Regions from separate parts of the Mus musculus genome. Here regions 1, 2, 3 and 4 are each linked to region 5. Evidence: chromatin contacts called from public Hi-C, Micro-C and promoter capture Hi-C data. All regions are on one chromosome and are shown on one strand. The core of a region is the stretch at or near the end of the contact, and the rest is flanking DNA. Distances in the headings are between cores, read along the strand shown.

What was found. A called contact is a pair of places that touch in the nucleus more often than the background predicts. Capture Hi-C pulls out chosen DNA fragments and counts their contacts.
Region 1: a promoter capture Hi-C map of adipose tissue shows a contact between it and region 5. The contact joins two enhancer-like sites. A contact is called at or near these places in 2 of 115 datasets of contacts at active chromatin or transcription factors (effector CD8 T cells and memory CD8 T cells) and 3 of 9 other capture datasets (adipose tissue, liver and pancreatic islet).
Region 2: a promoter capture Hi-C map of adipose tissue shows a contact between it and region 5. The contact joins two enhancer-like sites. A contact is called at or near these places in 2 of 484 Hi-C or Micro-C datasets (embryonic stem cells and granulocyte-monocyte progenitors), 5 of 115 datasets of contacts at active chromatin or transcription factors (effector CD8 T cells, embryonic stem cells and memory CD8 T cells) and 2 of 9 other capture datasets (adipose tissue and liver).
Region 3: a contact with region 5 is called in a Hi-C map of CD8 T cells, with 1.6 times the contacts expected there. The contact joins two enhancer-like sites. A contact is called at or near these places in 8 of 484 Hi-C or Micro-C datasets (the C10 cell line, CD8 T cells, bone marrow-derived macrophages and 4 more), 5 of 115 datasets of contacts at active chromatin or transcription factors (acute myeloid leukemia, embryonic stem cells, memory CD8 T cells and 1 more) and 1 of 9 other capture datasets (adipose tissue).
Region 4: a Micro-C map of granulosa cells shows a contact between it and region 5, with 2.5 times the contacts expected there. The contact joins two enhancer-like sites. A contact is called at or near these places in 2 of 39 promoter capture datasets (the C10 cell line and macrophages), 4 of 484 Hi-C or Micro-C datasets (CD8 T cells, embryonic stem cells, granulosa cells and 1 more), 10 of 115 datasets of contacts at active chromatin or transcription factors (acute myeloid leukemia, embryonic stem cells and memory CD8 T cells) and 1 of 9 other capture datasets (adipose tissue).

Annotation. Positions count from the first base shown.
Region 1 is chr5:31,464,397-31,469,478 of GRCm38.p6, reverse strand. It overlaps Zfp512 (zinc finger protein 512), which reads right to left. Exons shown (of 14, transcript NM_172993.3): 3 at 3,846-4,033; 4 at 3,143-3,247; 5 at 2,804-2,887; 6 at 2,033-2,157; 7 at 1,239-1,325. Among named protein-coding and RNA genes, the nearest start is that of Zfp512, 15 kb to the right of the region's middle. Within about 2 kb of position 1,423, at least 57 of the 459 cell types and tissues checked have an H3K27ac peak or open chromatin away from gene starts, as enhancers often do. A contact at or near this core is called in adipose tissue, where this site is marked.
Region 2 is chr5:31,769,993-31,775,124 of GRCm38.p6, reverse strand. All of the region lies in intron 3 of Babam2 (BRISC and BRCA1 A complex member 2), which reads right to left. Among named protein-coding and RNA genes, the nearest start is that of Babam2, 75 kb to the right of the region's middle. Within about 2 kb of position 3,059, at least 4 of the 459 cell types and tissues checked have an H3K27ac peak or open chromatin away from gene starts, as enhancers often do. A contact at or near this core is called in adipose tissue, where this site is marked.
Region 3 is chr5:31,830,470-31,835,116 of GRCm38.p6, reverse strand. Babam2 (BRISC and BRCA1 A complex member 2) reads right to left here. Exons shown (of 12, transcript NM_144541.1): 6 at 3,958-4,032. Among named protein-coding and RNA genes, the nearest start is that of Babam2, 130 kb to the right of the region's middle. Within about 2 kb of position 3,361, at least 38 of the 459 cell types and tissues checked have an H3K27ac peak or open chromatin away from gene starts, as enhancers often do. A contact at or near this core is called in CD8 T cells and memory CD8 T cells, where this site is marked.
Region 4 is chr5:31,846,227-31,850,863 of GRCm38.p6, reverse strand. The region is part of intron 6 of Babam2 (BRISC and BRCA1 A complex member 2); the gene reads right to left. Among named protein-coding and RNA genes, the nearest start is that of Gm52770, 150 kb to the left of the region's middle. Within about 2 kb of position 1,668, at least 7 of the 459 cell types and tissues checked have an H3K27ac peak or open chromatin away from gene starts, as enhancers often do. A contact at or near this core is called in granulosa cells, where this site is marked.
Region 5 is chr5:31,601,319-31,606,476 of GRCm38.p6, reverse strand. The region is part of intron 2 of Gm38424 (a long non-coding RNA gene); the gene reads right to left. Among named protein-coding and RNA genes, the nearest start is that of Gm38424, 7.0 kb to the right of the region's middle. Within about 2 kb of position 3,871, at least 197 of the 459 cell types and tissues checked have an H3K27ac peak or open chromatin away from gene starts, as enhancers often do. A contact at or near this core is called in CD8 T cells, adipose tissue, granulosa cells and 1 more, where this site is marked.

The sequences.
Region 1 (5,082 bases), core at 174-2,673, 130 kb after region 5:
AGATGGAGGTGGCATGGTAGACACAGACAAACCAGGCCTAGGATACTTCTTTCTTTTGCTTTCTTTTTTTAAAGATTTATTACTTTTCTCCCAACCTAATATTTCTATTGATTATTTGGGAATTTCATACAATGTATCTGAATCACACTCATTTTCTGTCTTTTGCATGCACCATCCTCTAATCTGCTAGAGATGTCTTTGCTGTTTTCACTAAGCTGACATGATGCCATTGTTACAGTTCCCACATCCTCATCCTGCTGTTTCTGGGTCTCCAGTCTGTAAGTGGAACTGTTGCTTGTGAGTGTATTTCCTTCTGTGGATAACTGCTCACAAGCTCTTTAGGGGCCCCAGCCTATTGTCCCCATTGTTACCCTTCTGAGGAAAAAAGAAAAAAAATTCATCATTTCAGACAATCACTATGTAGCCCTGCCAAATGGCCTTGTATTAGCTATCCTCCTGCCTCAGCTTTCTAAAAGCTGGAACTGTATAAGCCTGTGCACTGTGAAACCTTTTAACTCTCTGCTTCTTGCCACAGTTTTAATATTCCTTTCCCTGATGATCAAAAGGTTGACATTCTCACATGTTAACTGAGCATGCAGCTAGGTAGGTACAGTGCTACACTTCTGTAACCCCAGTCCTTGAGAGGTAGACACAGTAGGATTAGGAGTTCAAAGTCAGCCTCAGCTCCACAGGGAGTTTGAGGGCCAGCCAGGGGTGCAGTAAAATAATACACACAGTGATCATAGGCTCCTGCGTGTAAGAAAGCTGAGGCAGAAGGATTGCTGCAAACTCATGGCCAGTCTGCAGTTGTGAGTTTCAAGCCAGCCTGGACTATTGGGCAAAACCCGAGGAAGAAAGAGAGGGAGGGAGGGAGGAAGGACAGAAGGGAGGGATTTTTACATCATTTCTGGTGATCATGAATTATACAGCAATAAACCTGGGGTGCAAGTATCTGATACAGTGGCTTACAGTCTTTTAGCTATGTGCACAGGAATGGTTGTTCTATTTTTGGCTTTGAGGGAATCTCCATACTGACTTACATGGTGGCTCCATCAATTCACAGTCCCACTACCAGTGGATAAAGAAAAGTTTTCCCCATATCCCTTGCATTTTTAAAAATTAATTAAAAAACGTTTCCTTTAAATAAATATGTATTTGTGTGTTTGTATGTATGCATGCATGTGTATGTGGATCTATAATCATCACACAGGCTCACAGAGAACACAGGAAACTCTTACCAGACTATTATGATTGGCCATGACGTGATACTTCATTCCGGCCAGTGAATGAAGTTGTTTCCCACAATGATGGCAGGTAAACATTTCCTGAAAGGAAAAAAGGTCAGTGCTCAGTGCCTGAATGTTCAAAGGAGAAACAGAAAGTCACAAAACACCATAAGCTGAGCTAGTCACTAGCACGCGTCACTACTTCCTCATTGTGCTCTGGCTTGAACCTGATGTTGCCACAGGCTTGTGTGTGGAACACTGGGTCCCTGGCTGGTGTCACTGTTTTGGGAGGTTGTGGAACATTTAGGAAGGGGAGAGGTCTGGCTGGTGGCACAGGGTCACTTAGGAGCAGGCCTCTGTAGGTTATGACCCCGCTTCCCTCCTGTTCCAGTACTGATTCAACTGCCCTGTGAGAAGCTCTGACCCAAGTGCATGGTACCTGCAGATGAGTCAATGAAGCCAGTTTGGTTCCCTGGCCACTGAAGGGCTTCTACCCTCCCAAACCCTGATGTAAAGCAAGCTCCTCCCTTTAGCTCTTTGGGTCAGGTGTCTGCGCACAATGATATACAACGATGAACACATTAAAGCAGTTGTCACTTTTTTCTGCATTCCATGTATACACATTAAAAATGCAACTAGTAGTACAATTAAATAAACATGCAAACCCAAGCCTGTACGTGCAAAGTCTGTTTTCTCTACCATTCAATGCTACCCCAAGTTAGCTATAATAGACTGCACACAGTACCAGAAGTCTATAGTTTAGAAAAAAAATCCTAACAGTCATGAAATGCCACAAAATAGCTAACCTGTTTGCAGTTTTCCATGTGTTTCTTTAAACCCTCTATGGTCTTCCTCCCCACTGCCTGGCAGGTAGGACAGGACACACTGCCTTTATCCATGATCTCTAAGTACCACTTTTCCTCCATACTGCCTACAGTGGAAAGAATGGGACACTGTAATCTGCAGCATTCTTCAGAAACAGACAGCTTAAGTCCACAATTGAGGGCAATACTGTAAGTGGTTTGATGACGATGAACACACTCTTGCAGTACATGGCTTCCAAACATAACTTGTTTCCATTCACTGTAGAGTTTCAGAAACTTCGGCCCACATCCCCATGAAATAACTCATCTGTTCACTCCCAAGCCCAGTGGAGTGAATCAGAACTAGGGACAACTTTCCAGATCATGATGTAAGAAAAAGATACTGAGATAGGCAAAACTGCTATCTGAGATTTTTTTCATGTGCCCGAGACCATGCTAAATGTCTTTATGTCATTTTAAATTTCATTGTTGTAATGCTTTCTGTCTACATACAAGGAAACCCAGGATTGTACAAGGGACAGACCTAGGCAGCTCAGAAGGCATACAGTGCCGAAACTTCAACATATGTGATCTTCATGAAGTGCAGGCGAGGCTTGGTGATAGATGCCTGCCCATTAGGAGTGAAGTGCTGGGTTCAATTACTCACAGAGACAGGGAGAGAAGGGAGGTAAGAAAGAGGGAGAAATAGGTGACAGCCTCAACCGGCACATCATCCCTCACAGAGATAACACGAATATTCAAAGAGATAAGTACCTGCTGCATAGACTGGCGGCTCCTTCCGGACCCGACGAGCCTGGGGTTTGGGGTGAGGCTGAGCTTTAGGCCGCTGCTTCCTCCCTACATAAGATGGAAACTTAGAAATCTCGCAAATCCCTTCTCCTTCTATCCCGTGCAGTAGGCCCCACTCCCTCAACCTCCTGACCTTCCTTCCTTTCCACAGGACTGAGCGAAAGGGCACGAGAAGGCAGGGGAAGGTCATTCCCTCACTCAAATTCTAGGGTCTCCAAAGCCAATCAAGCCTCCAATGCAAAGGCGTTTTCTCTACAGCCTTAAAGGGTGAAGCTCGGTCTCCCATGGAAGGACAGACCCTACCATACAGCTTGTGCTTCTTTTGAGGAAGCTCGCGATAGTCTTCATCTTCTTCTTGCTTGACGTTCCTCTTTCCTTTGGCCCTCTCCTTTTCCTTTTCACCTGCGCCTGACATCCCACACAACAACAAAGCATTCTGTAAATGGTCATTTGGGCTTGCCTTCAAAAAAACCTCATCACAGTACCACAAGGCACAGATCACCACAAAATGCACCCTCACAGAACAGCCTGGAGAAACTTGGTGTGAATTGTTTTTGTTTGTTTGTTTTTTGTTGTTGTTGTTGTTGTTTTTTTTTTTTTTTTTTTTTTTTTTCGAGACAGGGTTTCTCTGTGTCGCCCTGGCTGTCCTGGAACTCACTTTGTAGACCAGGCTGGCATCAAACTCAGAAATCCACCTGCCTCTGCCTCCCAAGTGCTGGGATTAAAGGCGTGTGCCACCACTGGTGTGAATTGTTTTTAATCCATGGAGTCCCCTCTTCCCTCAGAAACCATTAGATCTTCCTTATGCTTAAATGGGTCTACAGAAGCAGCACTCAACAAAGACAGCTATAAATCAACCACTGATGGTGACTCTCTGGCATACATTGCCACGATAACCCATTACCCAGCCCTCACCTCACTACTGATAAACAACCATACCATACCAAAATATCAAGCACACTAGATACACTCTCCTGTCTCAGAGCTGAGAATCTGAAATGGATACCTTCAACCTGTGAAGTGGCAGCAGGCTTGATTCTTCTCATCTTCATCCAGTAGGTAGATTTTCGGAGGGTTGCTGTGAAGTCACTGACTGGTTCACAAGAGGAGGCGGATGACGAGCCACTCAGGGAGTCCTCATGAGGGATGGTGTACTGGAAACTGTTATCCTTTATGGAGCACTGGGCCCTATTACTGATACAACACAAAGTCATGGACCACACAGGAGAAGCTGGAGACATTTCCTACTAATTTTTCTCATATTGTAAAAATACAACCAAGCTAATAACTTGTGTAAAACTATGAAGACTGGTCTTTGTTTTGTTTACAAAAAGCAAAATAAATAAATAAATAAATAAATAAATAAATAAATAAATAAAACAAAAAGAAACCACATACAAAAAAAAGTACATGGGTTAAAACATACTAACAATTACAAGTCAATTCAACACAGTGTACACAATTCCTCTTACACCCAGGGCAGTCAGAGCAAGCAGGCTACACAACTGATCCCTCTGCAGCCCAGGCCTTCCCAGACTACTCAGAGTTTACATTCAAGAGGCTGGAGAATCAAGGGAGGGCATACCTGTGAGGAACCTTCTAGATTAGATTAGCCTAGACGTGCCTATGAAGGATTACAGTGATTAGGTTAATCTAAATGAGAAAATCTACCCTGAAAATGGCAATGTGTGGCAGTCAGGCTCCCTGAGAGGAGGCCTGTGTGAAGCTGTGCAGGTGAAGACATGGAGACCACAGGATTTCCAGAGAGGAAAGCAAGCTAGAGGCATAGTGTGGGCTTGCTTGAGTTAGAGGATGTGTACTTCAGATTGCAAATCCGGAGGAAGAAGCCACTCAAGGCCCCTGGAACCCAGACGATTCCATCATGAGCCCAAGATGCTGGACACAGAGATACAGGATGCTCTTCTCTTTGGTCTGGGGATGTTTACTTTGTATACCTTCATGCTTTAAGGTTGTAACTTGTTTTTAATCATGCTGAAGCTCAGAGTTAGGACATTTCCTGAAATGTCACCAGAGACTTAGAAGTTTCAGAACTGCGAGACTCCAGACACTTTTGAAGTTGGACTGAGTATATTTGTGTGTTAGGAGGTAGCATGAACCTATGAAGACAAATAGCAGAGGAGTGTAGATTAAGACTGATGTGTTTGGGGGCCAGCAAGATGGCTCAGCAGGTAAACCTGCTTACTGTCAAACATGACTCCCTGAATTTGATTTTTCAGATCCAC
Region 2 (5,132 bases), core at 1,810-4,309, 170 kb before region 5:
GAAGTGCGGGAACTTGGAGTTCTTTTTAATATTTCCTGCAACACTTGGCTCTGGATTACAATCATCATCAGGACAAGATAAGGCAAGAACCTGAAGGCAGGAACTGAAGCAGAAGCCACAGGGGTATGCTGCTTACTGGCTTGTTCCTTAGGACTCAAGCAGCTTATACTACCCAGTATCATCTGTCAGGAGTGCCACCACTCCAATAGGCCAGGCCCTCCTCTGTTGTGGATTTGTTAACAGATCTTTTGACTAGGAGACATGGCTGTTCCTGACAGTACCCACTTTACAGTTCAAAGAAGATATTGAGCATCATAATCTTCATGTAGAGTTGCTCCAAGAGTGGCAAGGTAGCCACTGAGCATGAATTGCCCTAATTCCAGACAAAAAATACTGTCCAGGAAAGGACACATGATGGATAGATAGTTGACAGCTTAGCTCTGCCAATACAGAGTAAGCTAGTCCTTGATAATTCCTGCTTCACTTAAGGTCTGTCAGAGGTTTCTTGGCCAGAAGACTGAAGACAGATGCCCCAATGTTATAAGAAATAGGGAACTGTCCAGGCAGTCAGTTGTCTCTACAAATTGTTTAAGTTTTTGAAGCTATGTTTTTGTGCTTCTTATATATTCAGTTAATATTTAGTTTGTTCTCAGATCTCTGACTGGCTTGAAGACTAGTTATTTTCTCATAATCAAACTTAGTTTATTAACACTAAGGAAGATGATCTAGATTTGAAAGAATAGTTTTCAGTAATGCAAGTTAAAATCAAAACATAATTCAGGTACAGAATTGTAAACTCTTTAAGTTAGGACATATGTTAGAGTAATGAACCTAAATTGAAAAACTGATGGACTGGACATCATTGGTGTATATCATACATTATAGTTTACATAACTGCTATAACTATGTTCCGTGTATATCTGAGAGAAAAAGCCCTTTTAGTGGACAAAAAAGGGGAGAAATGTTGTGGATTAGGTCTAATCCTGCATGTGTTATGTTAATCTGGTCCCCAAAATTGCATGGGAATCTGCACATCCACACATAAGACACTGAGGGACCCTGCCTCCAGTTGGTTTTGATTGGTAAATAAAGTTGCCAGCGGCCAATGGCTGGGCAGAGAGACAGAGACAGGACTTTATATCCTGGGCAAGGAACTGAGGAAGGAGCAGGAAGGGAGACAGCTGCTATGCCAGGAAAGGAGTAGAAGCCACATCTGGGGTGTGCCAGACAGAGAACACAGCCATCATGTAGGTGCTGGGGAACTCAGCCTGAGAGGGTTGAAGGTCTGGGTCTGGGACAGCCAAGATGGAATACAGGTTTTAGTAAGTTATAACTCAGGAATATCAGAGGGGAGTGTTTTAGCCATGTAGAGGTTTGGAAGTGGCCCAACCATTGAGCTGTTTAAGCCATTTTAAAATATAAGGCTGTGTGTGTGTGTGTGTGTGTGTGTGTGTGTGTCTTTCATTTGAGAACCCAAAACATTGGGGCAGGTATCAAGGAACACTGCTGACACCACTGGGACAATTTGAATACAGTTATCTGGGTTCAACAACACTCTGCTATCAATTACCAATTTCTCAATTGTGGTTCCTCTCCCCAGATAACTCTAGCTTGTATCAAGCTGAGAAAAAGAAAGGCCACCCACCAGGACATCACCTTTACAATATCCATAGATCAATATATCAGTGCCTCTTGGAGGAAAAAAAAAAAACATTTAAACAATAATATCAACTCAGTAATTTTCAACCTGAATATGGACCCCAAAGATATCCTCATTAATATGTTGAAAAGCTTTGTCAAATAACATTTTGCCTACAAATTGGAAGACATCACTGATGAGCAATAATTAATATGGCAATGATTTTATTGTACAAGGCGTGTTTTGTCCTGAAGGACTGTGTCTTTTCTGCTATGAAAGAAAACGGACTATAAGGAATTACATCTGAGGAGTATAGTTTTCATGTACTAGGCACTGAAAATACATTTGTAGAAAAAAAAATGAAAATAGGGACAACTAAACGTGGGCCATCTCCATGTCTTTGTTCTTCTTACAAGACCTCCTCTCAGCGCATCCCTCTCTCCAGACTTGGCATTTCCACTATGGGAGCACCACAAGGTACAAATAATAGTGTGAGTCACCCGTTTGGACTCACTGGCAATAACACCAAAGAGTAAAATGGAAACAAATGAAATTTAATTTTAACTTTTTTATGTGTAAATTTGCTTTTTAGATGTTACAAAAGTTGCATTATCACAGATATACCTGTGTACAATATCACCAACATGAGGGCACAGACTAATTCTTTCTCCAGAACAGCCTTCCTCCAACCCTTTATGACTAGACTTTGACACTTCCTCTTCCTCTTTGACAACAGCCTCTGCTCTCCCCCTTGTCCCTTTAAAGTTACTTTTCCAGAACATCAAACAAATAGAGTTACATGGAAGCTTTCATCTGCGCTTCTCTCAGTTAGCTTTAAGACGTGCAAGATCGAGCCAAACTCTTGCATATGTCAATAATTATTTCTTCTTCAGAGTCCTCAGTCATGTCCTGTATTCTGGGGGATTTACTTACAAATGGTGAGAAAGATGAGGTAGAGGGTGTTTACTCTTCCCTATCTTGAACAGATAATTAATCCCAATGGTTAAATTAATATATATATATATATATATATATATATATATATATACACACACACATATATATATACATACATGAAATGAAACAATATAAACAATATAAAAGTAGATAATCAATATAAAAAGATAATCAATATAAGAGTTATGAGATATATGACTTTTTTTTTTAAATAATAACACTTCAGAATCTGCCATGTATTTCACACATTACATTTCAATTCAGACTGGTCACATGTCAGCGTCTATTGCTACACATGGCAAGTAGTAAGACCTGGACAGTACAGGAGCAAACCCTGAGGCAGGAGGAAGAACATAAAGGGATGAAAGAAGGTATGAGAGAAAAGCCACCCAGCTTTCCATGATCAGTTCCAGCGAAATGTGCTCAGTCCATCGGCCAGTACATTCTGTTCTCTGCAGTTAGCCCTTGGGAGGCCAAGGCAGGAGAACTGTTGTCTTAGGCCAGTCTGGACCAGAGTAAGACCTTGGAGAGATGAGGAGAGATAGAAACATACCTATAAATCACTTTCTTCCTTAACTTTCTACACGGATGCTAAATACCCTGTTAGCAACATTCTACACAGTAGTCCCTAACTAATTTAACAATACCTATCCTATCTCCATTTGGTAAATAATAATTAATTATAACAATAAAAAATTTTTTTAAAAAAACAGATCTTTTAGCAGTTTACAGAGTCAGGGTTTCAGATGCATGCTTGCAATGCAAACAGTTAAGAGGTGAGGCAAGAGGATCACGAGTCCAAGGCTAGCGTGGACAGTTTAGCAATATACGATCTCAAAGTAAAATGAGGACTAAATATCTCAGTGACAAAGCACATGTCTAATGTCTATCAGGCCCAAGGTCCTGGCCCGGGACAGGCAGAGAAAAGAGAGGACAGTTTCCAGAAAACTAAGCTACATGACCCTTAGGTGTGTCTGAAAGATTCTACTACGTCACTGATTCTAAGAAATTCAGCCTAATGAATGGCACAGAATGACCTGTCCTCAGATATTAAACTAAGTTTTAAGTGAACTTTTAACCCCTATTTTTGTATACTTATTTCAAGGCATAAGATAACAATATTCTAAACCAACTGCTAAAAATTAGCATTACTTTAATAAGCAATGAATATTCTCCTGCAGAAAGCGTTAGTCTTTGTAATCTCCCAATGCATATTCAGAAGCTGTCTCATTAGTGCCATCTATTACCAGCTCTTCTTTAATGACTGTGATGCAACTGACCTCATTAAAAAAGAAAAGAGACTGTCTCCATCTTTTATGATGGCTGTAGTCCTAAAAACTAGTTAAGAATTAAATCTTATTTTCAAAACAAATGAATCTGGGAGAACAAAACTGCAGGAAAGTGGCAAATGAGATGTTGCTGCTGTCATCTTCTTTATGCTGTGCTAAGGATCAGGGTGAATTTGGGTTCGTGTCCACTCTCTGAAACATGTGGCCTCAGGGCTACCTCTGGACTACTCCACACTTTCGTCTCCATTTCTATAAGGTAAACATTGCTGTGAGAGAGATCGAAAGGATGGCTACATCTCCTTACCTTTATTCTTTTCTGAGGTGGGCTCTCACTATGTAGCTGAGACTAGCATCAATGTCTAGCCCTTCCTTCCCACCTCAGCTTCCTGAGTACTGGGATCATGCCTGGCTAATGGTCTAATGTCGATCACAAATAGGGAAAAGGAAAGTCATGCCAAGCAGCTCTGCATCTACAAGGAAGAAAGAGAGACATCGCCCTTCAGTAGACTCTGAAAACAGTCTTGAAATGGAAAGCAACTGGGGGTGTGGGGGAGGTGGGGATGGCAATCAAGTGCTCTGTGCCTAAGGAAAATAAAGAAAAGGAAAATGTAAATAGAAAAATCTACATTAAACTGATGGGATACAGGGCTTTTTTACTCATCTCTGAAAGAGTCTTCATTTATAAATCCACTCAATCACTCAAAAAATATGAAGCATATATATATATATACATACTCTGGTAGGCAGTATCAGTGACACAGAAAGAGTTAAGAGACTTCGCCCTCATATTAGTGAGTCTTATTTTCCTGTGACAACCTATCTGGGAAATTGGCATAAAGAAGGATAGATCATGTCAGGCCTATGCTTTCAGGGGTACAGTCCATGGTCAGTGGGATCTGCTGCTTTAGACAGCAGCGAGAGAGACAAGATGGAATGGTACAGTGGAGAAAGCTACTTGCCTGTGGGAACTAGTAAGTGTACTGAGCCAGAAGAAAAGGGTCTATAACAAGAGAAGCCCTTCAGGGTCACCACTGCCAGTAGGCTCTGACTCCAGATAGGCTCTCCAACTGTTACCTCACTGACACGTCAACTCACTGTTGATCCGTTCACTTCTAAATAGCACCACAAGCTGGGGACCAAACCTCAACATAGGAACCTTTTAAGAAACACAGGATCTTCAACCCTATAGGTGGAACAACATTATGAACTAACCAGTACCCCGGAGCTCGGACTCTAGCTGCACATGT
Region 3 (4,647 bases), core at 2,112-4,611, 230 kb before region 5:
TCATAGATGGAGAAACCAAAATATTCTATATCAAAACCACATTTAGATAATATGTATCTATTAATCTAGCCCTACAAAGGATTCTAGAAAGAAAACGCCAACACAAGGAGGGTATCTACATCAAAGGGAGAAAAAAAACAAGAAATTAAATCATCTCACAACAAACCCAAAAGGAGAGAATCACACACACATAATACCACCCCCAAAAAATATAACAGGAAGTAATAATCACCTGGTTCTAATATCTCTCAACATTAACGGACTCAATTCCCCAAAAAACAGACAGAAGATAACAAACTGGATATGTAAACAGGATCCAGCAATTTGCTGCATGCAAGAAACACACCTCAATGACAAAGACAGACATTACCTCAGAGTAAAAGGCTGAAAAAAAGTTTTCCAAGCAAACTGCACTTCATATTCATCAAAGGAAAAATTCACCAAGAAAAAGTCTCAATTCTGAACATTTATGCCCCAAATGGAAGGGCACCCACATTCATAAAAGAAACTTTACTAAAGCTCAAACCACACATTGAACTTCACACAATAATAGTGGGAGACTTCAATACCCCACTCTCACCAATAGATAGGTCACTGAAACAGAAACTAAACAGACACACTAAAACTAATAGAGGTTATAAACCAAGTGGATTTAACAAATATCTACAGAACAATTCACCCTAAAACAAAAGGATATACCTTCTTCTCAGCACCTTATGGCATCTTCTCCAAAATTGACCATATAATTGGTCACAAAACAGGCCTCAACAGATACAATAAGTTTGAAATAACCCCATTCATTCTATCAGATTACCACGGACTAAGGCTAGACTTCAAAAGTAACAAAATCAACAGAAAGTTCACATACCCATGGAAACTGAACAACTCCCTACTCAATAATAACTTGGTCAGGAAAAAAATAAAGAAAGAAATTAAAGACTTTCTAGAATTTAATGAACACAAAGAAACAGCATAGCCAAACTTATGGGACACAATGAAAGCAGTGCTAAGAGGAAAACTCATTGAACTAAGTGCACTCATAAAAAAATTGGGCCGGGCGGCGCACGCCTTTAATCCCAGCACTTGGGAAGCAGAGGCAGGCGGATTTCTGAGTTCCAGGCCAGCCTGGTCTACAGAGTGAGTTCCAGGATAGCCAGAGCTACACAGAGAAACCGTGTCTCGAAAAACCAAAAAAAAAAAAAAAGAAAGAAATTGGAGAGATCCTACACTAGCAACTTAAAAGCACACCTGAAAGTTCTAGAATAAAAAGAAGCAAACACAACCAAGAGGAGTAGATGGCAGGAAATAATCAAACTCAGGCCAGAAATCAACCAATTGGAAACAAAGAAAATGATTAAAAAAAAAAAATCAACAAAAACAAAAAAGCTGGCTCTTTGAGAAAATCAACAAGCTAGATAAACCCTTAGCCTGTGTATCTTGGATACACAGAAACAGTATCCAAATTAACAAAATCAGAAATGAAAATGCCTGGCCTGTCCTCAGTGGGAGAAGATGTGCCTAATCCTGGAGAGACTTGAGGCCCAGGGAGGCAGGAGGTTTGGTGTGGGGAAGCATCCTCTTGGAGACAGGAGAGAGGAGGAATTTGAATACTTCATATTGAATTAATGAAAAAATTTAGTAGGAAAATTAGAATCTTTTCTTTCATTACAAAGTGTAGGTTTTAGGAAAACAATAGGAAAAAGACGATGCACTTTTAGTATTATATTGTTAGGGTTAGTATTTCACACAAAACAAATAGTAAAAATAAGACTGTAGAGCCAGTTTTCACTCTAACAAATTTAAGAGCAGTATCTTCTAATGATTGACTCTTTCTTACAAGAAAGAGACAAGTCATACCTGACTATCTTTGTGGGACTGGTTCCATGACTCCACATGGATGCCAAAATCTGCCTGAGAATTAGGTTTTTGACATAAAATGATAGAGTATTTTGCCTATTATATATGTGCATCCTCCCGTAGACTTCAAATATCTAGTCTTACAAATAACTGCTAAACCATATTATGGAGTAATTATAACCCTCCTCCAACAAAGAACCTGTACACACTCAGTAGACGTCCATTTTTTTCCAAATATTTCATCTTTGTTTGGCTAAATTCATGGATTCAGACACAGAGCCTGTCACTACATGGTCAGATGTATATAATTACAAAATAATCTTTCTTTGTTGAAATACTATGATGAATAATCACACTTCAATGATTAGTGGCCTCTCTACTGTCCTATGGACCACAATTTCTCCCTACAAGCACATCAAATAGGGTAGAGAACTGAGCCTGAAAGAAACAGACTTGGAAGGTCAATCCACACGAACTGAAACCTGTGAAAGGGCGGGCTAGTGTGCTGCTGTGCAGACAGACTCCAGAAGCAGAGTGCATTTTTCCCTTTACTTTACCTGAGTTTGTGTTCAATTTCTAGCGCTTGAAAATAAAGAGTAGCAGCTAGAAAACTGTTTTTCTACTGATTGAGTTTTTACTTGAGTAATTCATTTATCTAAGCCCTTGACTTAGCTCAACCAAAGTAAAATTCAGGGTTTTAAGTTAGATATTATCATGTTAAGAGCCATTTCCACTTACAATAAAAAGTGAAATCATATCATAGAATATTTATTAAATCACACATCCTAACATCAAAAACTCCATTAGTAAGTGTATTTGTTATCATTGGTAATATGAACTTAAGAGTAGATGGTGAGTTACCTTCCATAATGCAATGAGGCTCACTGCTGCAAATCAGCAGGCTGTCTTATGCTATCTCAGTGCTCACAAGTTCTGCTTCACCAGCTAATTATTGGGCAAAGTGAGGCAACCTGCTATCATCATGACAAAGCATATGCTAACCCCAGGAGCTCAAAGAGTTAACTTTATTTGTATTCCAACAGAAACAGTTGCAGACCTAAGAATTAGGTGTTAGAACATCCAAATATAAGCAGCATGCCAAGGAGTTCCCAATGCAAATGCTCTTCAAAGAGCACAGCAAGTTTCTAGCCATTACTAGAGTCTGGCTGATATTACTAATTTCTTTTCCCTCAGCAGTTAAAATCCAATCAGTTCTGGAACAACATCAAATTAAGAAGGCAAAAATTTCAGCCTGGCAGTGGTGGTACATGCCTTTAATTCTAAAACTTGGGAGGCAGAGACAGGTGGATATCAGAGTTCCTGGCCAGCTAGGTCTACAAATTGAGTTCTAGGACAGCCAGGGCTACACAGAAAAGAAACCACAAAACAATACGGCAGAGACATTTAAAGATTAGACTGAAACTAAAGAAGGACAGGCTGAAAGAACTGAGGGCAGCCTGCCAAGTCTTAAATCCTCACCTGAGTAGGCTGGGCCTCTGCCTTAGCATTTCCTTTTCAGAACTTGCTCTCTGATCTATGTGGTTTCTTTCACTAGCCACAAGTAGTCTTTTGAAGACTACCTCTTCTCTATGGAGCATGTAAGGAACTCTTTCAAATAGCTGTTCCCTGGGCCTCTATCTCACTTTAACAAATGCTATATATACTGTTCTAATTAGTTTAATGAATCTCTGAGATAGCCCAACTTTGAAGGTACCTGAGTTCAGTTGCTGACATAAAGAAGTTGAAATGCCTTTTAAGCATTTTTAATATGTAGAATGCCTTGGACAAAATCTATGAGTCTTCCATCCCAGTAAGATTACTAAATCAAACTGATTTTCCCAAGTGTAATTTATTTACACTACTAATGTATAATCACCTTGAACAAAAACCTCACGCCTAAACAACTTTTAAGGTTAGTACAGTAGCTGAAGAAAACAATTCCAACGGATTTTCCTGCACTAAGCATCTTATTAGAATTCACTATCTGGAACAAAATAAGAAGAAACAAGGCATACAAATATTGAGCTAAACGATCACAGTATTCGTATTCTCTTATTTTATTCTGATTTGCATTCTCTTATTGATAATACATAGTTTTACCTTGAGAAGGTATGTGGGAATGTTGCTGAAATCTACTGGTAACTTCAATAGAAAACGAGCTGAAAATTCACCAGTCTGTAAGGAGAAAAAAGGATTAAAATATACAACAGATTGATAAGTAACAATTATGTCCAAGAAAAAATTCAATATACAGACAACTCCTATTAGGGTTTCCTAACACAAGACAGAAAAATAAGGTTGGAAAGTAGGATAGAATTAAAAAGAATCCTTAAACTATTAAAGGGGCACAGTTTTAATGAAAGAACTCTTCATTTTAATGCATGAAAACATTTTAAAGTAGTATTGGGTTTTTAAAAAAAATGAAAAGAATACATGAATGGATATTATTTCTCAAAAAAAAAAAACTGAAATAGGAAGAGACCACCTTGCCCCTGAGACTTATCTGCTTTCCTAAGCATTCATACCATCGTCCTGACTCTGTAACTTACCACCATGTATGCTGACATCCATTACAGGATGTGTGCAAGTCCATACAAAGACCAAACTTCCTCTAACGTGGAGCAATACATCAATATAAACCCAGGAAAGTTTCTAATCTCTTGAAAGTTCACAAATATTATCAATTAATATTTTCAGTAATTAGAAATTTAAAACACTTAAGCTATAAATAATAACTCCAGTTAATTGCTTTGTGTATGTGTGTATATGTGCATGAGTATGAATGTGTGT
Region 4 (4,637 bases), core at 419-2,918, 250 kb before region 5:
ATACCCTTGTAGTCTAAACATATATCTGCAGCTTCTTTGACACGTTTAACTGAGTAGTATCCTAGTCCTCTTAAGTGTGGGCTGGACCAAACTTCTTTTCTCTGTTTTGTTTTCTTTTCTTTTCTGTGTGGCCCTGGCTGTTCTGGAACTCACTCTGTAAACTGGGCTTCCCTTGAACTCACAGAGATCTGCCTGCCTCTGCCTCCAGAGTCAATTAAAGGCGTATGCTGGGATTTAAGGAGTGTGCTGAACCTGGACTAAGATAACTGTATTTGCTGCTTCCCCACCCTGCCCTGCCCACCACTTTCTGTACTGAACTTCTGATGTAGTGAACAGAAGAAAACCAAGGGCAATGAGTTCAGACATGAGCCCATTAAAGGCCATGCAGGGAGTCCTCACTTAACCTTCTCCTCCCCTCCTTTCCCTCCTCTCCTCTCCCTCCCCTCCTCTCTCCTCCTTTCCTCCCCTGTCCTGTCCCCTCTCCTCCCCTCTCTTCTCCTTCTCCCCTCCTCTCCCCTCCTCTCCACTCTTCAATCAGTTACCATGCTATTAAAACAATCAACCTGCTGATGGAGAGGCCTGCAGTTGGGTCAACAACCATTAGATCTCCTGACAAAAGACATCATGAAAATGGGTCCTCTCATCCTAAAAACACTTCGAATGACTAAAAGTGCCGCCATTAAAACTGGCTGCAATCACAAAACAGGCCCACATGGAACCTGGCAGCTAACCCACAGCAACTGGGTTGTGATGGAAGCACACAGTTTTAAGTCAGGAAGTAATAAATTAAAGTATACTGATAACTAATATCCTACTTACTGACAAATGTTTAGTAAGAAGAATATTAATAGCTTTAGATATACATCTTTGCAATAGTATTCCTATACAGTATACTAAAAAAGTAAACACGTTTTTATTTTGTTGAATTGCTGATATAACTGATGAGCACAGTGAAAACAGACCTTATTCACTGTGTGTGTGTGTGTGTGTGTGTGTGTGTGTGTGTGTGTTTAAAGTAGAATCCCCAACTCATATCACAGTTTAATTATTAAATGCATGGGTGAATTCCTTTCCAAAGATGCCCCTGCAGCATATTTTTTACAATAATACAGAATTCACAGCACTAGGCTTCTCAAGCAAAACTAGGCAAAGCACATGTAGGTGCCATAATTCCTTAAAACCTATACATTCAGTGTTGCACTGCATTTTTTTTTCCAGAGCTGAGGACTGAACCCAGGTCCTTGCGCTTGCTAGGCAAATGCTCTAACACTGAGCTAAATCCCCAATCCCCCGTTGCACTGCATTTTAAGGCCTCTGTTTACAGCTGGGCATGGTAGTATACACCTTTCCTAGCACTCAGGAGGCAGAGAAAGGCACATGTTGATCTCTAAGTTCAAAGCCAACTCAGTTGACATACTTATAGGCTAGCCAGGATTACAGAATAAGGCCCTGCCTGTCTCAAAAACGAAAACAAAAAAATCATCTTATCTTTCTATTGCAAAATAAAGCACAAACATGGAAAATTATTTTTTTAATAAAACATTCTACCAGATTAGTAAAAGACAAGTGTCCTTGGAAAAAACCACCCAAGTCAAGGACTTTGGCCAGCAGCCATAGCTGTATACAAGAAAAGTTGCCCATCCCTTATCTAAGAAAGGAAAGAACCAGCTGTCTAGACTTAAGAAAACAAGGGGCAAGTAAAACTGAACCAGCAGTGGGAAGACCTCTTAAGGCACAATCTTATAACTAAAGTTCCTACAGCTGCCAGTTGTTGTTGCTTCTGGGGACAAGCCAGAGCAGCAGTCACCATCACAGAGCAGACTCTCAATGTGCAGCTAGTATCTCTTTAGAAAATTAATTTAGCCAGTCTGTTAGCCTATGTCTTCTTATTGGGGAATTGAGTCCACTGATATTAAGAGATATTAAGGAAAAGTAATTGTTGCTTCCTATGATTTTTGTTGTTAGAGTTAGCATTCTGTTCTTGTAGCTCTCTTCTTTTAGGTTTGTTGAAGGATTACTTTCTTGCTTTTTCTAGGACGTGGTTTCCGTCCTTGCATTGGTTTTTTTCTGTTATGTTCACCACCCTTAATCATCAGGGAAATGCAAATCAAAACAACCCTGAGATTCCACCTCACACCAGTCAAAATGGCTAAGATCAAAAATTCAGGTGACAGCAGATGCTGGCGAGGATGTAGAGAAAGAGGAACACTCCTCCATTGTTGGTAGGATTGCAAGCTTGAACAACCACTCTGGAAATCAGTCTTGTGGTTCCTCAGAAAATTGGACATAGTACTACTGGAGGATCCCACAATACCTCTCCTGGGCATATATCCAGAAGATGTTCCAACCGGTAAGAAGGACACATGCTCCACTATGTTCATAGCAGCCTTATTTATAATAGCCAGAAGCTGGAAAGAACCCAGATGCCCCTCAACAGAGGAATGGATACAGAAAATGTGGTACATTTACACAATGGAGTACTGCTCAGCTATTAAAAAGAATGAATTTATGAAATTCCTAGGCAAATGGATGGACCTGGAGGGCATCATCCTGAGTGAGGTAACCCAATCACAAAAGAACTCACACAATAATGTACTCACTGATAAGTGGATATTAGCCCAGAAACTTAGAATACCCAAGATATAAAATACAATTTGCAAAACACGTGAAACTCAAGAAGAACAAAGACCAAAGTGTGGACACTTTGCCCCTTCTTAGAACTGGGAACAAAACACCCATGGAAGGAGTTACAGAGACAAAGTTTGGAGCTGAGACGAAAGGATGGACCATCTAGAGACTGCCATACCCGGGGATCCATCCCATAATCAGCCTCCAAACGCTAACACCATTGCACAGACTAGCAAGATTTTGCTGAAAGGACCCTGATATAGCTGTCTCTTGTGAGGCTATGCTGGGGCCTAGCAAACACAGAAGTGGATGCTCACAGTCAGCTATTGGATGGATCACATGGCCCCCAATGGAGGAGCTAGAGAAAGTACCCAAGGAGCTAAAGGGAACTGCAACCCTATAGGTGGAACAACATTATGAACTAACCAGTACCACCAGAGCTTGTGTCTCTAGCTGCATATGTATCAGAAGATGGCCTATTTGGCCATTACTGGGAAGAGAGGCCCTTTGGTCTTGCACACTTTATATGCCCCAGTACAGGGGAAAGCCAGGGCCAAGAAGTGGGAGTGGGTGGATAGGGGAGTGGGGGGGCATGGGGGACTTTTGGGATAGCATTGGAAATGTAAATGAAGAAAATACCTAATTAAAATAAAAAAAGAAAATTAATTTAAAGGCCAGAATATAACTTTAAAGCGAAAAAGTGTTATCACAGCAGCAATACTTACAAATGAATCAGTTTTCTGCTTCGTAGGTTTTCATTTTGCATGGCTTTCTCTCACACTCCTAGTGAAATTAATCTGCCTTAATGTGCTCTGTTATTATCTAATAATGAAGCACTGCTAGTGTGCTAGTGAAGTAAATAAAGTAACTTGAACTTTTAGCTCTGTGTCATCAAGTATGGGTTATCTACAATTATGGATTGCCAGAGTGCCCTAACATAAATGTCAGTCCCTTGTGGTAACTCCCAAGCATGTGGGTCTATGGATCAATTATCAGGTCAATATTAGAGCACTGGGGTCATTTAAAAGGATGATTCTGAAAAATGGTGACTAGTAGCCTCATGCTGGTATCCAGGTTTGCAACATCAGGCATGATGACAAGAAGACTGAATCATTCTAAAATTATTGTAGGCCCTTGCCTAATGCTATTCAGCTTGGAAAACAGATCTTGCACAGCTTTAATGAGGCTTGTGAACCTTGCTCTTTCATGATAAAATTGTTAAAAGGTAGCAGTAAATTTTCTTGGACAGACTATAATACACTTCTAGTGAGACAGCTTCTGGATTACCCACCTTGTCTACAAGACAACAGATACACAGAATCATAAATACCGAGTACCAACCCGGGGCCCACCCACTGTCAAGTGGCTCACTGAACTCATTTAGAATGAGCAGGGGGTAAGATATGCTTCTGACACTACTATTGGATCCCAGACCAAAAATCCTGTTTTGAAGTATTTTCATCATTCCAATGTGTCTGAAGCTGGAAGGACTGTCAGGCAATGAATACAATGCTAACAATGCTAGGAACTGATTCTTATTCCTGCATGCAAAGATGCCATGCCTGTTCTATAAGGAGCATCTAAGGCAAATGCCCGTGGTAGAGAGCACAGCCTAAACAAGATGCACTCTGGGTTGAAATCCATGCCATACCATGCTTATGGCAGACAAACAATAATCTTGGGTAACCATCCTGGCTACCACCTTCTCTGAGCTAATTTTTCATCAATCATATGAAGACAACAGTGCTCTATTATATGAGCCAAGTTTGTTCTGACTAAAGCTGATAGGAGCCTAACTCACCCTACAGAAAAGAGAGAGAAAGGACACCTATTACAAAACTCTGAAAGGCTCTCAAAGACTCAAAAATAAAGCTTGATTAGGAGTGATAACCAACATACCTCTCCTACATTAACCATGAAAGACTAACCTTCACCCCGACAGGACCATTTCCCCCTCAGCATCAACCTTTCACCTTTGCTCTTCATCCATGAAGGTTGCCTTTGTTCCC
Region 5 (5,158 bases), core at 2,622-5,121:
GCGTCTGTGGTTTGGGATTCTGCCTGCCTGCTTTCTTACCCTGTTTTGCCTTCAAGGCAGGAGCATGCTCTCCTAGCCAGAAGATTGTGGTTAGTTTCCTGGCGTCTGCCCCACATGGGGACACACCTGCACCCCTGAGGGAGGGAGAGGGAGCCTGTGGAGGGTCTGTGAGGCCAGAACTGAGTCACTTAGCTGGATAGGAGTCAAAAGACATTAGAACAGCACTTTGGCACTTTGACAACCCACACGAAAATCCTCTTGCATGTGACAATCCAGCCTATCTTCAAACTAAACCAAGGAAAAGGGATTACAGTTGGTGTCTCCACTTGCCAGCCCTGGAGTTTGTTCTTCGTGTGGAATTAACAAAAAAGGAACTTTAGCAACCCTGATGGGGATGAAGATGCCCTAAAGAGACATGTGCACCCCTCCAATGCCCACCGAACTATTGAGACAAAGGACCCCGCCCCCGGAAGTTAGAATCTCACCAGGAGTCTCAATCTGAAAGAAGGAAAGGGCTGAAGCTTTGTGCCAGCCAAAGGGGACAGGAAAGAGGTCTCACAGAGTTCTCACAACTTGGCAGCCACTGTGCAGGAGAAAACGGAGCTGTGTGAACGATGGTGAGAGGGAGCATGCGCAGACAAGGATCGGTTGGCCCTTTCTGCCTCTTAAACGGAACCCTTAAACCCAAACCTCATGTCAGGACCTAAGACACCGGTGGAGACTGCACTGGGCCTCTGGTTGTTCTTCCCAGTGTGACCACATTAAATAAATCTCCTTTTTTGCTTTTCACTAATTCTCCACTGGGGACAGGTAGATGAGCCTAGTTCGTTATGGCTGCCAGGTCCCAGGCTCTGACCCTAACAACTCCCATCACAACCAGGGAAGGTGAAGCCCCACACCTGAGAATACCACATCTATATCCTGCCATGCACCAAGATCGGGGAAGTTCAGAAAAACCACAGTGGAGGCCACTCATTGGCTTAGGCTTTTCTATCCAAAGTACTTCCCTGTCTTGGAAAATTATTTGAAATGTAACATGAATGAATCTTCTTTTCTTCCCATATGAAGGTTACCTTTATATAACAAGTCTAGAAATAAGCTAGCCAGCCATGGTCCTTAGCTAATTAGCAAGTTCAAGACCAGCCCTGGGCCACCTGAGACACTGTCTCTAAGAATAACAACAACAACCAAAGGTGGTCCAATGGGTAAAGTACTTGCCACTCAATCCTGGGTATCTCTGTTCAACCCTGGAACCCAGCTAAAGGTAGAAGAGTAACATGACAGTATTGTCCTCTAACCTCAGCACATTCACAGGAGACACACATGCACACACACGTGTATCATGCACACATATTATGCAGAAAATAATAATAAATTTTAACTCTAAATGCCTTAAGAGTAGCGAAGTGTTTTGTAGAGGTAGCCATTTTTCTGACCAGAAGTCTCCTTTAGCAGCTATAGCCAGCACAGCTTAGTGCAGAGAAGAGCTTCCTGCTTCTTGCATGAATTAAAACTTCCTGTTACATTCCTTTCATTGGTCCACCCAGACCATCACCTCAACCCAGTCACAAAAAGTAGCAAGCTCACTCACTCACTTGGAGACTTGTGGAGCTGCATGAAGAAGAAAAGCTATAACCGCTTTTGCCCTGGGGCTTGGTCCCTGTGACAGTTCTGTAAATGCTGAGTCCCAGAAGCAAGAACTGGGTAAGGGAAGCCAGTCTGTCTCCAGCCACAGTGGGAGCAGGCACCCTTCACTGCAACTGCCCTAATCCTCCCAGCAGGTGCACAGTGGTGCTCTCCTAGGCTGTCGCCATCCACAGGACCCTGCAACATCGGATCCAAACAAGGATTGTCACAACAATCCACATCTATTTCCTTCTGCCTTTGCTAGTTTTATGTCAACTTGACCCAAGCTAGAGTCATCTGAAAGGAGGGAACCTCAACTGAGAAACTGCTTCCATAAGATCCGGCTGTAGAGCCTTTTCTTAATTACTGATTGATGGAGGAGAGCCGAGGCCATTGTGGGTGGCGCTATCCCTGGTTTCTGTATGAAAGCAAGCTAAGCAAGCCATGAGTGAGCAAGCCAGTAAGCAGCACTCCTCCATGGCCCCTGCATCAGCTTCTACCTCTAGGTTCCTGTCCTGACTTCCTTTGATGTGGAAGCCTAAGCCAAATAAACCCTCTCCTGCCCAAGTTGCTTTGATCATGGTGTTTCATCACAGCAGTAGTAATCTTAACTAAGCCACCATCTCTTTGGAGGAAGCAGCTTTTAAAGATTCAAATGGCCTAAATGTAATCTGGTACTCAGCTAGAAGGGAAAGCCAGGGTCCTTGCTTCAACTAGTGATCTGAAACAAAAGGAGGCAAAGCCTTTGGTAAGAGAGAGAAGTGGGGTCCTTCTCCAGCCGGATGCAAAGCCTTTCCGAAGATGCTGTCTATGACTCGTGCTGGCTGGGCCAATTCAGTTTGGTATGTGGAGAACTACACGGTTGCCTCCACGTAGGTTGCAGTTCCAAGAGTCACTCATGAGCTCCGGACTTAAAGGTTAATGAGATAAAACCATCCATAAATCAGGGTGATGGCTGACACAAGAAGGCCCCCAGCTCCTGCCCCACTGCACTAACACCATAATTGCTCTATTTCAGGCTGTCCAGATGATCACATTTGATTGCATACCCCTGTATGTGAACAAGTGTATAATCATAAAATGTGCACTTAAATTATAAGCTACCTTGCTCAAGGCTTCTTTCTAAATTTAGTTATTCGATGCCAAGGAGAAAAGGGGCCAATCATATATTAACCAAATTAATCATCTCAGAATGAACTGACTTGGGGAAAGATTTAGAAGTGAATTTTCCCACACAGGACAGAATTCTATATGTTACATTCAACATATATGTTCTAGGTGCTGCTGAGATGGCTCAGGGGGTAAAGCGCTTACTGCTCTTGCTCAAGGAGCTATATCTGAATGCCTATAAATAATAGTAGTAATAATAATAATGATAATAATAATAATTCCAGGCATATCTGGACCCCTAGCACTGGGCATGGGAAGATACAATAGATCCTAGGAACTTACTGGTCAGCCAAATTCTGTGTACCTCCACAGCTTCTTTTCTTTTCAGTGAAAGTCAGAAGATAGCATTATGAAGTTTATTCTCTCCTTCTACCTGTATCTAGGCCTCAGAAATTGAATTTAAGTGATTGCTACACTATTGTGGCAAGTGCCCTTTACCCACTGAGCCATCATGCCCCATATATATATACATATATACATACATACATACATATATATGTACACACACACACACACAAGCATGCACGCACATCTAAGATACACTGGACTGAAACATCACCCCAGCTACACGTGTGTGTGTGTGTGTGCGTGTGTGTGTTTGTATGTGTAATGGAAAAGAGAAAATGACACATAGCTCATTTCTAATGGCTAGATGTGTCCTTAAACAGAAAGTGCATTCCCCAAGGTGTGTTTTGAAGCTGTTGGCACTACAGAAGACATTTTTGGATCTGACACATTCTGATCCCTCTGGCTGGATCCATTTCCCCCTGGAAGAACTCCTGGGAAGCATGATCTAGTGGGAGCAGGTCCTCCAATCAGCCTGTCCCCTTCTGAACACCCCACTGCATGTGTTCCCAGCAGACATGGCTTCAAGTTAATGAAGTTGTGAATGAATGCAGGTGAATCCTAACAGAGAAATTTAGAGGGTCAGAGGGTGAGCCCCATTTCAGTAATAAAGACAGCAAGAAGAGGAAGCTGAGACCTTTCAGAGAGCGGAGTCTTACAGCTGCAGCCCAGGACAGCCCAACCCTGCTGGCCTTGCCTCTGTCCTCAAAGAACAACAGCAGCTTTGCTTGGCCTGTTGCATCAGCTGCTACACTCCACCCTTCCCTTCCCCACCCCAGGAAGTGGTAAGGAGAGTTAAGTAACAGCCTGTGAGGCAACCACTTGGGGCAGCTGGAAATCTGGGGGAGGCTGTCTCTCTCCTTCCAGCCAGGCTCCACCCAACAGTCTCTCTTTAGATTCAAATCCATGGAAAAAGAAGTGCTCAGCTGCCAGAGTCCTCCCCACTCTCCTGACATTGCTTCATCCCTGGTACCCACATGGTAGAGAAAGAAAATAGATTCCTGCAAGTCGTCCTCTAGCCTCCACATGTAGGCCTGTGACATCTGGGGGTGATGTGCAAACACGCACATGCGCGCGCACACACACACACACACACACACACACTAAACAAATAAATAAATGTTAAAAATATTTTAAAAGGCTTTTTAGGACTAGAGGTATGGCGCAGTAGTTAACAGTGCTTACTACTCTTGCAAGACCCTGGTTTGCTTCCAACACCTCATCAGGTTGCTCACAACTCTGGTTCTGGAAGAGGCCAGAAGAGGGAGTCAGATCTCCTAGAGCTGGAGTTGCAGGCCCTTGTGAGCTGCCATGTGGGTGCTAGGAATTGAACCCAGGTCCTATGGAAGAGCAGTCAATAAGTATACTTAACTGCTGAGCCATCACCCCAGCCCCATGTAACCCTGCTGTCCTGTCTCTGACTCCTCAGTGCTGGGACTAAAGGCATGTGCCCCACAACTTTTTCTTAATTAAAAGAAAAAGAACCTATGACAATATACTTGACTCAAAGGCTATATTAGCTATCATTACACACAATTTCTCTATTTTTAAATTATTATTATTGTTATTATCATGAAGATGTTTGCTGAGATAGGACCTTACTCTGTAAACAAGACTAGCCCCTGATCACACAGTAACCCTCCTGCCTCAGCCTATTAAGTGCTGGGGTTACAGGTGTTCTCTACCATACCCAGTTCATGTCTTTTACTGATATACATTGCTGTTAGTCAGGTTCTAGAAGGCTTGAAAGCCAAGGATGGGCTCCTCCCTCATCATCAGCATCTTGTAAAGTGAGGAACCAAAGCTGCAGAACTTAGATTACAGGTTAGAAGAGCAGGCCCGGGTGGAGCCATGACATTCTGAAACTGTCCAAACGACCATACGATTACTATCTAGCTAGAGGTTTTCTGGTAAAGAGCAAAGGCGTACTAATTGTCCCTTCAGAGCTAATCCAATTGAGCCTGTCAAACACCTAGATAAGGAAATGCCCTTAGGAAGCTGTCTGTTCCAGAAACTG